3 separate regions of the Mus musculus genome follow, and all the other regions are linked to region 3. The links are chromatin contacts, called in public Hi-C and promoter capture Hi-C maps. All regions are on one chromosome and are shown on one strand. Each heading gives the region's core, a stretch centred on a gene start, on an enhancer-like site or on the middle of the called end of the contact. The rest is flanking DNA. Distances are from core to core; before and after follow the strand shown.

Region 1 (4,903 bases), core at 558-3,057, 2.1 Mb after region 3:
TTTCTCTTCAGCACTCCCATCACCGCTGACGTCATCTAAAGAAACCAGTATCCATGTTGCAGCTTTCAAGAAGGGATCGTAGAAACAGCCAATCTCTGTCCTTTTGTTTCAGTGGAATGAAACATTAACTTAATTTGCATCTTGGAAGATCACTAACCTACCTAGACTTGAGACTTCTTTTACAGCTATACCACTTTGTCCGTGGGCTACTAGCTCTGTGGATTTTCTGTGGTGAAATGAAAATTGTGGTTTTGTTTCATCTTATCACCCAGTTGGTATCTTCCTATGTGGCTAATGGTTGATGGCTGCAGGCTGTTGTCTGAGTGCGCGTCCACACTTTTGTTTTTGAGACAAGGCCACACTATGGAGCAGTGGTTGACTCAGGAGGATTTGCTTGCCTCTAATGAAAGCGAGCATCTCCACATCCTGCTTCTAAACACATTTTAACACTGACTTAATTCAAGTGCATTGAAGAAAACTCATTTCAAAGTCCAGTGTCAGAGCGCCTTTCCCTCCCCATCCGATGAGTAGAGAGCTTCACCCTGTAGCTCTGCTTGGCCTGGAAATCCCCAAGTAGAACAGGCTAGCCCCGAGCAAACTATCTTTTGGGTTTATCCTCTTTTGTAAGTGTGCACAGCCAATTCCACACAAGTCCTTCAAACTCTGGTTCTGGGCATTGGGAAGGCCCTTGTTTCTGGAGAGCCATCCTTCTCGATTTGTTCTTAGAGTCAAACCATTTTGGTACTTATCAGCCCTTGGGCATGTATCCTGGAACCTCCAGTGCTCTGTTCATCAGATAGGTCAGGCTACTGAGTCCTACTGGAAAGGTTTGTTCGAAAGGCTGAAATGCATAAATGTTAGGCCTTTTAAAGGTCTTTACAGTATGGTGAACTAGTCTTCAATCTGAATTATCATCCGTGCAAAAAGTTTTATTAACTTGGTTGTCCGTCAGTTTAGTTGAGGAATTTCGGATTGGGGAATTCTAGTCTCCAACTTGGATCACCACTGGGCCTTGCTTTGGAATTTAAGCGACATTAAAAAGAAAAAAATCACGGAATCTCTCTTGGCCTTCTTTTTACCCGTTTTCAGCAGCCTTCAGAAGCCCCATCGACTGCGTGGCGGTGTGTGCCTTACATTTTTAAGTGAAGAAAGCGGAGAGAGACTGACTCCAGCCTCCGGGACAGATCAGCGACAGAGATCAGCGGTCGGAGAGAAAGCCTAGCCTCAGGACACCCTAACTTCTAACCCCGGGAGCGATCCAAGCCCGGAGGCCAGCGGGGGAAGGGCTGTTCGAGGCGGCGGTGGCAATGACAGCCTACGCACCGGAGTCGGCTCAGATTCTCTGGCCAGAGCCCCGCGCCAGTTTAGGTGGGGAGACCCGCGGCAGCGAGGGACGCGCGCCTCCGGGCCCGGAGGAGTTAGGTGACGTCACCTCCAGGAGGACTCGCTTTTTCATTAATGAAACCGGCCGGCCGCGGGCGCATGCGCAGCAGGCCCCTTCCCTCTCGCTTCCCCCTCCCCTTTCCCAGCCGCGCTCTCAATCTCAAGCTCGCTCGCTCTCCCTCTCCCCGAGCCGTGGAAAGGATCCCACTTCCGGTGGGGTGTCATGGCGGCGTCTCGGACTGTGATGGCTGAGGGGAGACGGCGCTAGTGGGGAGAGCCACCCACAGGCGCCCTCCCCTCCCCGGGCTCCCCTCCCCACCCCTCCCCCAGTCTCCTCGCCAACGCCCCCTTCCCCTGTCCCCCTCCCGGCGGGCCGCGCGGGCCCCCGTCCCCACCCCCGTGGGAACGCTAGCTGCCCGCACTCCTCAGCCGCTCGGCTCGCCGCTGCCCTCACCTCCGCGCCGGCCGCCCGCCCGCCCTCAGGCGGGCCCCGGACGCCGGCCCTCCACCGCCCCCGGGTCGCCGGGAGGACATGGCCGCACACAGGCCGGTGGAATGGGTCCAGGCCGTGGTCAGCCGCTTCGACGAGCAGGTAACGGGCCGCGGCGGGCAGGAGGTGGGAGCGGGTGGGGGTGGGGACGCGGTGGGTGAGGGGAGGAAGGAGCGGCTGCCTCTCGGGCTGCCGGGGGCTCCGCAGACCGAGGAAGGGCTGGGGTGGGGGGGCGACGCTAGGGGACTGCCCGGGGATTCGGCTGTGAGCCGGGGCTCTCCTTCCCTCCTAAACCGGGGGGGTGGGGCCTTGCCCGTGACCAGCCCTCCATCCCCTTTATCCCAGCCCTTCCGCTTGCTCTTGGTGCGGGGATGAGTGACCTGGGGGCGCTTTCAGGGCCACTCCATCTGGATTTAATGGTTCTCTCTTAACTCTCCCCTTTTAGAAGGAGGTAGATAGGGGTTCCCTCTTCCCTTAACCCCCTCCCCCCCATCCTCGTAACTGGGGATAACCGAAGGAACCCCCAGTCTGTGTATGCATCCCCAGTAGGAGCAAGATAATATCCTGCCCCACCCCCATTTTCTGTAGCTGCCCCTTGGGGGCAGGAGTAGGGAAAGCACAGGTTTTCTTACTTTTCTGCTCGGGGCGTCAGCTTGCCTGGATGATGTTCACACCAGCATCCTTGATAGCCGGATGACACAAGGTTGCCTTTTGCGTTTGCAGGGGAAACCGTAGTTCTGAAATGACTCCCCTCCCCCTTCCTTGCTTGATGATCACACCCCCCTCTCCAGTCCCTGCTTGCCAGCAGCCCCAGAATGAATCTTGGCTTTCCTAAGTGAGACTCCAAGAGTAAGGGGAGAAGGGTGAAAGCAAAGGGAAAATCTAGCTACAGACTAGACAGCAGAGACAGACAGCTAGGATGTGGTCCTAGGGCCAATAATTGTGACCATGGTTTGTTGTTGTTTGACTTGTTTTTGACTCTTTGAACCCTCATTGAGACTACTTGGGATGGAGGGAAAAGTTTTGTAGTTTAGGAAGGTTGCTTTTTATTCGCTGAGTTTTCCACACATAAAATTCTAAGGCTGATGAGTAGACAACCCACACATAGCCTTTTGTCCATGAGAACTAGTTTAATTTGATGCTATCTACAGATAGCTGGGGCTGGTTTAAAGGATGGTTGCTTTTTGTTGCAGTTCTGCCAGGGGGTGTCCTCTAATGAGAGAATTGTTTAGAATTGAACCAATCTCTTTTGTTTATTGGGTTTAATCACAAAACTGATTATGGGAGCTGACAGGTAGGGGAAGGGTTTCTTCTTTAATTTGACCAGCAGACATTTTTTTATAGGACTCAATCTTTTGACCTATCCGACAGAGGAAGTCTACCCAGAGGACACTGGGAAACCTACACAGAGCTGAATGTGGTGGTTATATGACTTTTGTCCCAGCACACAGGAGGTCAGAGGCAGGTAGATCTCTGTGTGTTGGAGGCCAGCCTGGTCTACAGACTACATGCCAGGATGTCAAGGTTACTAAGGGAGATTCTGTCTCAACACCCCCCCCCCAAAAAAAACAAACCTACATAGATAAAATTTTGTAGCTATCAGAGACTTCATTCATTTGGTTTCCAGACCAAAAGGCATCAAAACAAACTGTTGTTGTAACCCGCCTGAAGAAGTAAATATTACTGTGTAAATTGGTCCAGTTATAGAGCATTAGATTTCAGTAGAACATTAAGTAGAATGTTAGATTCTAAACTTGATAGAAAAGAATTGCTGTGTAGAACTTAAAAAAAAAAGGGATTTAAGGGGCTAAAGAGGTGGGTTTAGCAGTTAAAAGCACTTGTTGCTCGGGCAGAGGACCTGGGTTTGATTTCCAGCATTCACACAGTGTTCACAGTGTAGTTCACAATTGTCTGTAACTCCAGTCCCAAGGGATCTAATGCTCTTTTCTGAATTGTGGCACCAGGCAAGCATGTGGTGCACATAAATGCAAACAAAACACTCATACACATAAAATTAAATACATTTAAAAACAGATTTAAAATGTGCCTAGACCAGTGGCTCTCAGCCTGTGGGTCGAGACCCTTTTGGGATTGACAGACCCTTTTACAGGTGCCACCTAAGATGATTGTAAAACACAAGATATTTCCATTATGATTCATAGCAGTAGCAAAATTATGAAGTAGTAATGAAATAATTTTATGGTTGGGGGTCACCACAACATGATGAGCTGTACTAAAGGGTTGAGCATCAGGGGGCTTGGGAATCTGCTGGAGACAAACCAGGACTGAACTCACAGAGAGCAGCATCTTAGGGGAGGGCTGGGAACCACTCACTTTACCATTTACCTTGATTTCTAAAAAAAGGCTATATTTTTATTTATGTGCACACATGCACACATATACTCTCTCACACCCCTCACACACACACTTTCATACTGTCACACACACTCACACACACACACACACACACACACACACACACACACTCTCACGAAGTCACACACTGTGGCAACCTGAAAAGTGCCAGATCACTTGGATCTGGAGTTAAAGGCAGCTATGTGTTGCCCGACATGGGCGCTGGGAAGAAAACTTGGAAGAACAGCAAGTGCTTTTAACTGCTAAGCCCTCTCTCAGCCCCAACTTTTGCTAAGCTTTAAAAGTTAAATTCAAATTTTCTTTTTTCTTTGCTTTGTAGCTCAGGCTGTTGTGGAATTTGCTATCCAGCTGATGGTAGCCTTGATCTGCTGACTCTTCTGCCACTGCCCTCTAAGTGCTGGGATTGCATGCATTTGCTACTCCTATGTCTGGCTTTTTCCTTCAGCTCTTACCTTTGGTCTCTAGACCATATTTATCATATAAGGAAAAGAAAATGCTCTGAATTTTAAAATTAGAATGATGAATGGTTTAATACCATATATTGTTTATATATGTTGTAGTATCAGACTCATTTCCATTTATTAAAAGTTAAGGACATTAGTTTTTAAACTGCCATTTTTGCCATCTCTTATATTGTAATTAAGAGAAAGATAC
Region 2 (4,788 bases), core at 1,550-4,049, 2.9 Mb after region 3:
GACAATAAGGACTAAAGTGATTATAATAAAAACGAAGCCTTGTGTAGAGATACTTAGTCATTCCCGTTTCCTATACAGAAACTCTTCTTCCCGCTAGCCTAATCCCTCTCTTCCAAGTTGAGCAAACTTTCCCCAAGTCCTTCCTTACAAGGATTCCCTCTGGTCACCTGGCAATTATCAGTACCTTTTATTTTGTGCAACAATCACCCAGTAATATGAGTATATCTAGACTTCTAAAGGATCTTATTTTGGGTCGGTGAGATGAATCAGAGGGTTAGAGCACTTGCAACCAAGCCCACCAAAAACCCACACAGCACAAAGAAAGAACTGACTCTTGAAAGTTTTCTTGATTAGGAGAGAGAGAGAGACAGAAAAGAGAGCACGTGCGCGAGCGCGCACACACACACACACTTAGAAATAAAACAAAAACCTCGTCTCTCACCCACCACTGGGAACGGTGCTTTGCTTTCCAGAGTAAGTTCCCAAAGGGTGGTGGTCAGGGGAGACTGTACCTTAAGTCTCTCTTGCTCTACACCTGGCTTGATGAACTTTCTCAGCAGCCACTTCTCCTGTGACTTTTTCCTCCGTCTGTTCTCCGGACAGAGAATGGAGTTACAAACTTCAACAGCAGTTTTATATTGGATCAAGGGCACGTCTATCAAATTCTCCAACCTCTGAAACGGCCCAAACTTCTTTCTGTGTTCTACAATATTGACGGACTTCCTTCCTCGAAGCAACCTGAAAGCTTCCAGTTCTTTATCAGAAGCTGTATTCAGCACTTGTAAGATAGAAGCCTGCTGCTCCAGGGAGAAGAGCCTGTCCAATGGATTCCCGGGCTCCTTTCCATCTGTATCACAAGCAGCAACACTGGCAACACGTTTCTCAGGTGCAGTGGATTTCCTCACAGAGCAGGTGTTATTTAGGACTGGAGGCAGGGATGAGTACTCTGGGACTGGAAACCATCTCCTCCCTAAAAGGGAAACTTGACTTATAATGTTCTCCTTGACAGTTAATACCCAAGCTTGTGCAGTTATACAGACTTGCACACAGACCATATTATCACAGAGAATTGTCTTTAAGAGGAGTGTAGAGCTGGTTGTAGTTGTGCACACCTTTAATCCCAGCACTGGGGAGGCAGAAGCAGGAGGATCTCTGAGTTCAAGGGCAGCCTGGTCTACAGAGGAAGTTCGGGACAACCAGGACTGCACAGTGAAACTCTGTATTGAAAAACAAACAAAACATAAAGAGTAGTTTTACAATAATTACAGTTATCTATCTTTGAGGGTTTGTTTGGTTTTTGGTTGGTTGGTTGGTTGGTTTTGATCATTGGTAGGGTTGGGTTTGTTTGTGGGGTTTTTGTTGTTGTTTTCTTTTTTGAGACAGGATGTCACTGGATAGTCTTCATACTCAAATTCAGTATGAAGACCAGGATGGCCTTGACTTCATAGTAATTCAGCTGCACCAGGATAGCCAGTACTACACAGAGGCGCTGTCTCAAGGAAGAAGCTGTAGTTGCCTGGCACTGTAACTCCGTATGTACAACCTCAGCACCTGAGGGGCAGTCCATACAAGATTCAGATTCCAAGAGTTTTATGACAGTCTGGACTACCTGAGACCTCATCTCCAAAAATTTAATTAATTAAAATAAAGAAATTGTAGTCTTCTCGGGATAAGTAGAGTCCACCTTTAATACCAGCATTTGAGCCAGGCAGTGGTGGCACGTGCCTTTAATCCCAGCACTTGGGAGGCAAAGACAGGTCGATTTCTTAGTTCAAGGCCAGTCTGGTCTACAAAGTGAGTTCCAGGACAGCCAGGGCTACTCAGAGAAACCCTGATTCAAAAAAACCAAACAAACAAACAAAACCAGCATTTGGGAGGCAAAACCAGGCAGACCTCTGAGAGTTCATGGCCAGACTGGTCTAGTACAGTGTTCCAGGCAATGAGACTGTTTGCTAAAGTAAAAACAATCAAAAAAGTTAAGGGCCAGTTAGATAGGACCTAGTTTCTGGCAAGGCCTTGGTTTCTATACCTAGAACCACTTAATTTTAATTAAAATTATTTCAAATGTCTGCTACTTATGGCATTTATAATATTATGAGGATTTTTTGTATCGCCTCTTATGATTGATCTCCAGTTCCATTTTTTACTAGTTTATCATCTGATGGAACTAAAGGAAATTAAACTTTATACGTTTATAATAAATGTTTTAGCTGGTCAGGAGTGGTGTTCCTCACTTGCAATCCTAGCATTTAGGAGATGGAAGCAGGAAGATCAGGATTTAGCTACATAGTGAGTTGCAGGCCAGCTTGGGCAACATGGAGCTCTGACTGGGGCAAGCGGGGGCTGGTGATATTAACTAAGTGGTGGGGACGGTTTATTTTGTTCTGCATGGTTCTCAATATTGCTAACAAGGCTGTATTTTTGCAAGCAGTCTACATTGTGCAATGGATAACTTTATAAGACAGTGTAAAGTCATCCTCCCAGCGCGGCCACAGGAAGACGACACAGCCAGAGGCTAAGCGAGCTACTCCGGCCCGGGAAGGGGCGCACGCGCGTGGACCCCGGGCCATTAAAGCGGACGGGCTCCGGGGCTGGGGGACATGAACGCCCCTCAGCTCCGCTACAGCTCCACGCTGGACAACCGGACACAGGGCAGAAGAGAACCACTCCCGGTTACAGGCTAGTGACTGGAAAGCAATCCACCTCGTGCTCAGGAACCCTACCTCCGGCCTTGATGAGGCAAGCAAGGTTTGTCCTCCAAGCCATCGCCAGGCTCTTTCCCACGCCTGTGTTCCTCCTCAACTTCCGGTTTCGTGTGCTCCAACAAAAAGTGCTCGGCCGGGGCTGGGCAGAAGGGTTCCGGCGAAAGCGACAGTCTCAGGGAAATGCCAACGGAGTTCCTAGTAATTGATGGCTGATGGTCTCTGGAGAAAGTGTGGCCGTTCGGGATCGCCGAGATGCATAGGAGTAGACTAGGTTTAATCCTGTTTTGGGGCGAGTCTCCTCTGGGTTCCCAGACACACAGCAGACAGTGGGGAGCCTATATGCACACATGTAACCCTGTCCGGAGTTGAGAGGAGGAGTATCTGGGAGAGATGCACGGGATAAGGCCAATGTATGAGGTCGCTTTGACGCTGGGCACTTTTGACTGTTTGAAAAGGATGGGGGGAGGTGAGTCTGGAGCCACATTTGATCCTTGGAATGCGAAGTGGAACAGTTGAAAAAGTCGGGCAGGTTGCTTGTTTTTTAGTTGCAAAGTCAGATTAGAGGGGCTTTCTAGAAAAAAAGAAAATTGGTCATTTGCAGCCAATGTGAGGCTGGACTGTAGAAGAACCTGAGGACAAGAAAGAGGAATCGGAAAGTTATTGTGATATGTTTTATAAAACAATTGTTGTGTTTTATGGAGCGCGGTATGGTGTGGTGAGGTGCCCATCCTGAGGCATCCCCTCCTCTCCGAGGTACCCAGCTCCAGTATGGCATAGAGTTTATTGGGGGGGGGGGGAGTTAAGAAGGGAGTAGAGGCAGGGAAAGGGGGGAGAGAGAGAGAGAGAGAGAGAGAGAGAGAGAGAACACGAACGAACTGGTGGCCCAGTACACGTTGAAGAGGACGGGGAGGGAGAAGAGGAGAGAGGGGAAAAGGGGTCAGAGAGAAAAGAGTCAGAGAGGGCAAGCAGTTCCTTTTAGAGCAAAGCCAGGCCTACCTGGCTGTTGCCAGGTAACTTGGGCGGGGCGTAGGAGGAATGACAACAGATTTTCTTGCCAAGGCAGAGTGAACTGTGGGGAATGAAACCTGGGCTAAGGAAGAAGAGTGGAAAAGGGTCTAGTAATGGGTTTGTGGTTATATTAGACGTCGTAGCTAACCTATAATGCCCACACTTAGGAGCATGAGGAGAATTGTGAGTTTGAGTCCAGTCTAGGCTATGTAATGAGTTTGAGGCCACCCTAGACTACAAAAATGACTCTGTCTCAAAAGGCATCAACAACAAAAGCTATTCACAGGCTCAGCCGTTCAGAGTACTTGTTGCTCTTGTGGAGGATCCGGCTTTGGTTCACAACATCCACATGGTGGCTGACAACCATCTATAATTCTGGTTCCGGGGATGTCCAATAACCTCTTCTGACCTCCACAGGCACCAGGCACAGACTTGGCACACAGACATACATGTAGGCAAAACACTCATATACACAAATTAATAAGTCTAAAATAAAAGTTATTCTTAAGAGAGCCTGGGGGCTGGAGAGATGGCTCAGCGGTTAAGAGCACTGACTGCTCTTCTGGAGGTTCTGAGTTCAAATCCCAGCAACCACATGGTGGCTCACAACCATCTGTAATGGCATCTGATGCCCTCTTCTGGTGTGTCTCTGAAGACAGCGACAGTGTACTTACATATAATAAATAAATAAATAAATATTTGAGAGAGAGAGAGAGAGAGAGAGAGAAAGAGTGCCTGGTGTGGTAACACATTCCTGTACTCAAGCATGAATTCCAGGTCAGCCTGGGCTGTCATAGTAAGACCTAGTCTTAAAAAAAAAAAAAAAGGGTTAGTTAGGGAAACTCATGGAAATTCTATGAATCTTAATGATGTCTCCAGAATGTAAGGATCTAACAAAAATAAAGACAATTTTAAAATCTTCCAAATTTTTTTTTCTTTTTAGGTTTTTTGAGACAGGGTTTCTCTGTGTGTAGCCCTGGCTGTCCTGGAACTCACTCTGTAGACCAGGCTGGCCTCGAACTCAGAAATTCACCTGCCTCTGCCTCCCAAGTGTTGGGATTAAAGGCGTGCGCCA
Region 3 (4,534 bases), core at 723-3,222:
AAAGTTCAACTCATTTGCATAAGGTTTTACACAGCTGGAACTAGAAGCTAGGTCTGACTCACAGCAGTGCTTGGTCTCATTGTAAGGTTAATGGACTTAAATGTCTCCTTTTCCAGATGAATTTCTTTAGAGTATGCCACTATATAGAAGAAAACCCAAGTTGTCAACCACATATCAGTAGGAAAATCAACATACTGAGAATTACTGATTTGGACAATACTTCTCTTTCGGTTTATAAATACATTTATTTGGGGACATTTAGCTCTCATCTTGGCTCTCTACATAGTTTTTTGTTTAGTCTCTTAAGTCTTGGTTCAAAGTTCTTACTTCTGAACCTTGCCTTCTCTTTCCTGTTCACTCTGGAGCTCTGGGGATAACGTTGTTTCTCATCTGTGAACCACAGTTCTTCAATTCTCATCTCATAGGCAGTCTTGATCACCACCAGGGGGCAAAAGCCTACCAACTGGTTTTTCTGCACTACACTCTACAGAGGACTGGCACAGTACAGGGACCCTCAGTGACTCTTGATGGAACCTCCCTGCTAATTACTTCAACCACAGGGCCCCAGGGAGAGAACAAAGACTCAGCATAGAGGGTTCTTGTGTCACTTAACCACACAGCAACCAGAAAGAGCTTATGACAGCCCTATCAGTTTAAAAGGAGCAATGAGATCCAAGATTGTTTGAGTGACAAACAGAAAGAGGTGGGCTTTAGAAACTGGAGTCCATAAGTGAGTGTTTTCTACAGCTTTGATATGGATGGTGGTATTTACCAGTTCATCCCCTCAACTATCTCTGTGTAAATATATCAACGGGTTGCACTGCGTGACTTTTCCTTTTCTTTTTAGTCTTGATTTTTCCATTACATGCTTGGTTGATGTTGGCAGTTTACCATTTAGAAATGTCTTCCTTTAAAATATTTTAATTCTACATTTTCACTTGCATTTATGAAATAGTCAAATTTATGGGGGAAAGAAAAAAAGCTCAATGATCAAAAGATCTTTGTTTAGTGGAGATCTTCACAGTAGGAAGCAATTGAGAGGTTTTAAAAAAAAAATAGCAGGTTGGAGCTTTCCAACTCAGGGTCCAGCTCTCTGTGCCCGCCCCTTCCCTCAGCATCTCAGGTACAGTGACTGACTTTAGGCAGGTTGTAGAGGAAGGAAGCCTGAGGCTACTACGAAGTTTCCAGTGTTTACCACCGGGGGGAAAAATCTTTCTTAGGAAAAGTCTGGTCGTTAACCCTGAGGCCCTTTATGATGAGGAGGGTGGGGAAGCTCATTAAGACGGAGCCCTCTTGAGGGCCAGGTCCAAGCAGGAGGGCTGGTCTCCCGGGTCTAGCCCAGAGAAAGCGTCTATAGCACCTGCGGAGCCCTTTTCCACTAGAAAACGTGTTCGCCTCAGGATTTTCGCCTCAGTTTTTCTCTAAGGTTGCGCGCCCCACTCATAAAATGGTTGTCTTTCTGGAGTGAGGATTAGCGGCTCTCCCACCGACCCCCACCCCCAGATCAGGACCCTCGGTTGGCTGGCTGCCTTCCAGGGCTCCTTGGCCAGCTCGCCCCACGCCGCGCAGCGGGGACAGACAGAGCCGCAGGGGCAGCAGTAGGGCTCGAGAGCTGACCCGGGAGGGGACGGCGGCCCGAGGCGCGGCGCACGCAGCCTGCCCGCCCGCTTCCGGCAACTTAAGGGTTACGCCGCCGCGGCGGCGCGCGCCGAGGGGAGAGGCGGTTGCTGACAGGTGGCGCCTGCGCACTGGGAGCGCTCATTGTGCCCCGCAGCTGCCGAACCGCCCGCCTGCCCGCCCGCCGCCCGTTCGGCGCGTCAGTAGGCGAGAGAGTCCGGTGGTGGGTGCGGAGCCCGAGGCCGTTCCCGCGGCTTCATCTCCCTCTCCGTTTCCCTCGTCCCTACGCCTCACCCATCGTCCCCCATCCCGGCTCCGTCACCCTCCCGCCCCCCACACTCAGGACGAGAATGCCCTGCCCGGAACAACCCAGCAGCACCTAGATGGCTTTGGTCACGGTCCAGCGGTCGCCTACCCCCAGCACCACCTCCAGCCCTTGCGCCTCGGTGAGTCCCTCCAGGCGGCAGCTCCCAGCTTCTGTCACTGCGGCTCCGCTTTGCCTCAGCGGGTCCCGCCGAACGCCACTGCGCACGCGCCGCGCCTCTTCCCAGGCCTTGGCACTCAGGCTGCTGCGAACCCCCCACACCCTCATCTTACCGGCGAGCAGCAGCGACTGCCAGACGTTGGGGTTTTTTGTTTGTTTGTTTGTTTGTTTGTTTGTTTTTTCCCCAACCTCCATCACCCGGAGCACCCAGTCCCTCACAGCGCTGGCTCAGAAATCTCCCGTAGCATGCTTCCCATGGCTTGAGCACTTCCTTTCGGCTATGAGTCATTCTTGCTTTTCACCCTCCCCCCTTCTTTTACCCTCTGTTGCTCTGTTGCAGGGAGAGGAAGGGTGGGCTCCTAGGTTACCCCCGACCCACACCCATATCCTTTACGCACACCGTTTCAGGGACCCAGTCAGTGCACTGCGCATCCTTCTTCCGTCTCGCCCTGTGTGTGCCTTTCTCTAGTCCCTGGCATCTCTCTTGTGCTCCGTACAGTTTAGGCTTCATTGGACTGCTCGGTGGTAGTTACTCCCTGGTTTCTTCCCACCCTTAAAAGATGGCAGTGATCTCTGCTTCTTGGACTTCTACCTTTCTCAGTGAGAACCCAAAGCTTCTGGTGCTGCTTGATAACCAGTGCCAATTCATTTCCATCTTATAGACATTTATGCCTTCCACTCATTGCTCATGATCGTTCTTGCTCATGGGTTGTGCTTGGATGGTTCATGACTTCAAATGCTGTGTCGCTAAAGCATGTTTCCAGAAGGAAAACACTCATCAATTAGCATTTTTTTTTCTGCTGGGCTTTTCTATGCCTTCACCTCCACCATGACTCCTTTATAGCTCTAGTCTCGGGCTTCATATTTGTGAATACCTGCTAGCATGTGTTAGCATTGCACCAGTGTGGTAAAATGGGTCTTAAAAAAAAAACAGGCATCTAGATGAAAATATGAGCAATTGAAGAACTATTTCATATAGAATTGTAGTTTTAACATTAGATTTAGTAGTGTCAAGTTGCAAAGAGGCATTCAGTGAACACCATGACTTTCCACTGTATGAAAGAAAGTTGGGTCATTAATATTTGTTAACTGAGATAGGAGTTTGATATCTTGAAAGCATGTTGCCTTGTGATTTCAATATAGTTTCCTGAATTTCAAAATTTTGTTGCATATTGTGGTAGTTTCTTCCTTTGTGAGTTTTCTTGTGTGTTTTTGTATGACTACCCTAATTCAAGAAATTACTCTATTCACCTTGTGATGGTACAGGATACAAAACTGAAATCTGTGGGTAGAAGTTTAAAGAGGCACATTTCCATTAGTTTAGGGAAGACGTTTGTAAAAATCAAGTGCACTGTTTTGCAAAATAGCACACATTGTATCAAGCAGAAGCCAGGGGAGCTTTGGCCAGACAGGTGATATAAAGAATCCTTGCATGGGGGGGGGGGCTTGCTGGACTTTCTAAAGCTTTATGATTCTGTGATTTGAGAATAATTGTACTTCAGAACTGATGAAACACTTTAGGGTTTGCTCTAGGCAAATATGAGAGGGGTAGAAATATGTAGCATTTTCATGAGTGGATTTTTTCCACTTTATGGTAGATTTTTCAGAATTGATAGAAAATCTTCAGACCATAGTAACTCACTCCAATAGTAAATCCTTTGATTTTTGTGGTTACCAGGCCTAGTTTTGGCTGTGAAAGCAATCAAGGGTTAGTAGATAACATACTGAAGTAGAACTCAGTATTGTAAAACTATTTCCCCTGGGCATTGCTGAAAACCTTTTATGTTACAGTAGCATTTATTAAGCTATTGTTATATCAGTTGTCTTGAAGTAAATGAATAATATTTGGTAAAGCCATATTTATTTGACATGGCTTTATTAGTCAAAACTTGGAATACTTTAGAATCTTGAGGAATGTTAATAGTCATTTTGGCATAGGTAGGCAATTAAGATTGGTCATGTAAATACTGTAGTATTTACTATAGTAAATATTGAGTAGTAAACTCAGTTATTAAGCTAAATGACAGATAGTTCTATATGCCCTGGTCTGATGATTGCAGTTGTTTATACTTGGCCCTGTGTGTAGAGAAATCCTGGCACTGCTGTGTGAGTAACAATCAGCATTGTTAGTGTGGCTGACAGGCCGCTTCTCTTTCCCTTTAAATTGTCTTCCTATTTGATTCCATCCAGACCTGTGCTCAGCTCAGTTGTCTTGTGGTCCTTGTGCTACAGTGTCTGACATGCATGTATTTTGCCGTTTTATCTCTTACTATATGAATAGGTTGGTTGGTTGGTTGCTTGCTTGGTTTTAAAAGTGAGGAAGAGTGCAAAAGGTAGTTGACTTTTTTTTCTTTAAAGAACAACTGAAGTTTGTGAAGCTGAAGATTTACTCTTTTAATGATGGACATATTAGTACTATCAGCTCTTCAGCAT

The links. Promoter capture Hi-C pulls out the DNA fragments that hold promoters and counts their contacts. Hi-C and Micro-C count contacts between places; a contact is called where the count stands out from the background.
Region 1: a contact with region 3 is called in a promoter capture Hi-C map of liver, with 4 times the contacts expected there. The contact joins the promoter of Nf1 here to the promoter of Ssh2 in region 3. A contact is called at or near these places in 2 of 39 promoter capture datasets (liver and pre-B cells).
Region 2: a contact with region 3 is called in a Hi-C map of B cells, with 5 read pairs. The contact joins the promoter of Tefm here to the promoter of Ssh2 in region 3. A contact is called at or near these places in 1 of 39 promoter capture datasets (liver) and 1 of 484 Hi-C or Micro-C datasets (B cells).

The regions. Positions count from the first base shown.
Region 1 is chr11:79,338,085-79,342,987 of GRCm38.p6, forward strand. Nf1 (neurofibromin 1) reads left to right here and starts at 1,808. Exons shown (of 58, transcript NM_010897.2): 1 at 1,808-1,975. The coding sequence starts at 1,916.
Region 2 is chr11:80,139,354-80,144,141 of GRCm38.p6, forward strand. It overlaps Tefm (transcription elongation factor, mitochondrial), which reads right to left and starts at 2,800. Exons shown (of 4, transcript NM_183275.2): 1 at 2,724-2,800; 2 at 513-970. The coding sequence starts at 2,766.
Region 3 is chr11:77,214,453-77,218,986 of GRCm38.p6, forward strand. Ssh2 (slingshot protein phosphatase 2) reads left to right here and starts at 1,973. Exons shown (of 15, transcript NM_177710.4): 1 at 1,973-2,063. The coding sequence starts at 2,001. It also overlaps a transcript of Efcab5 not described here.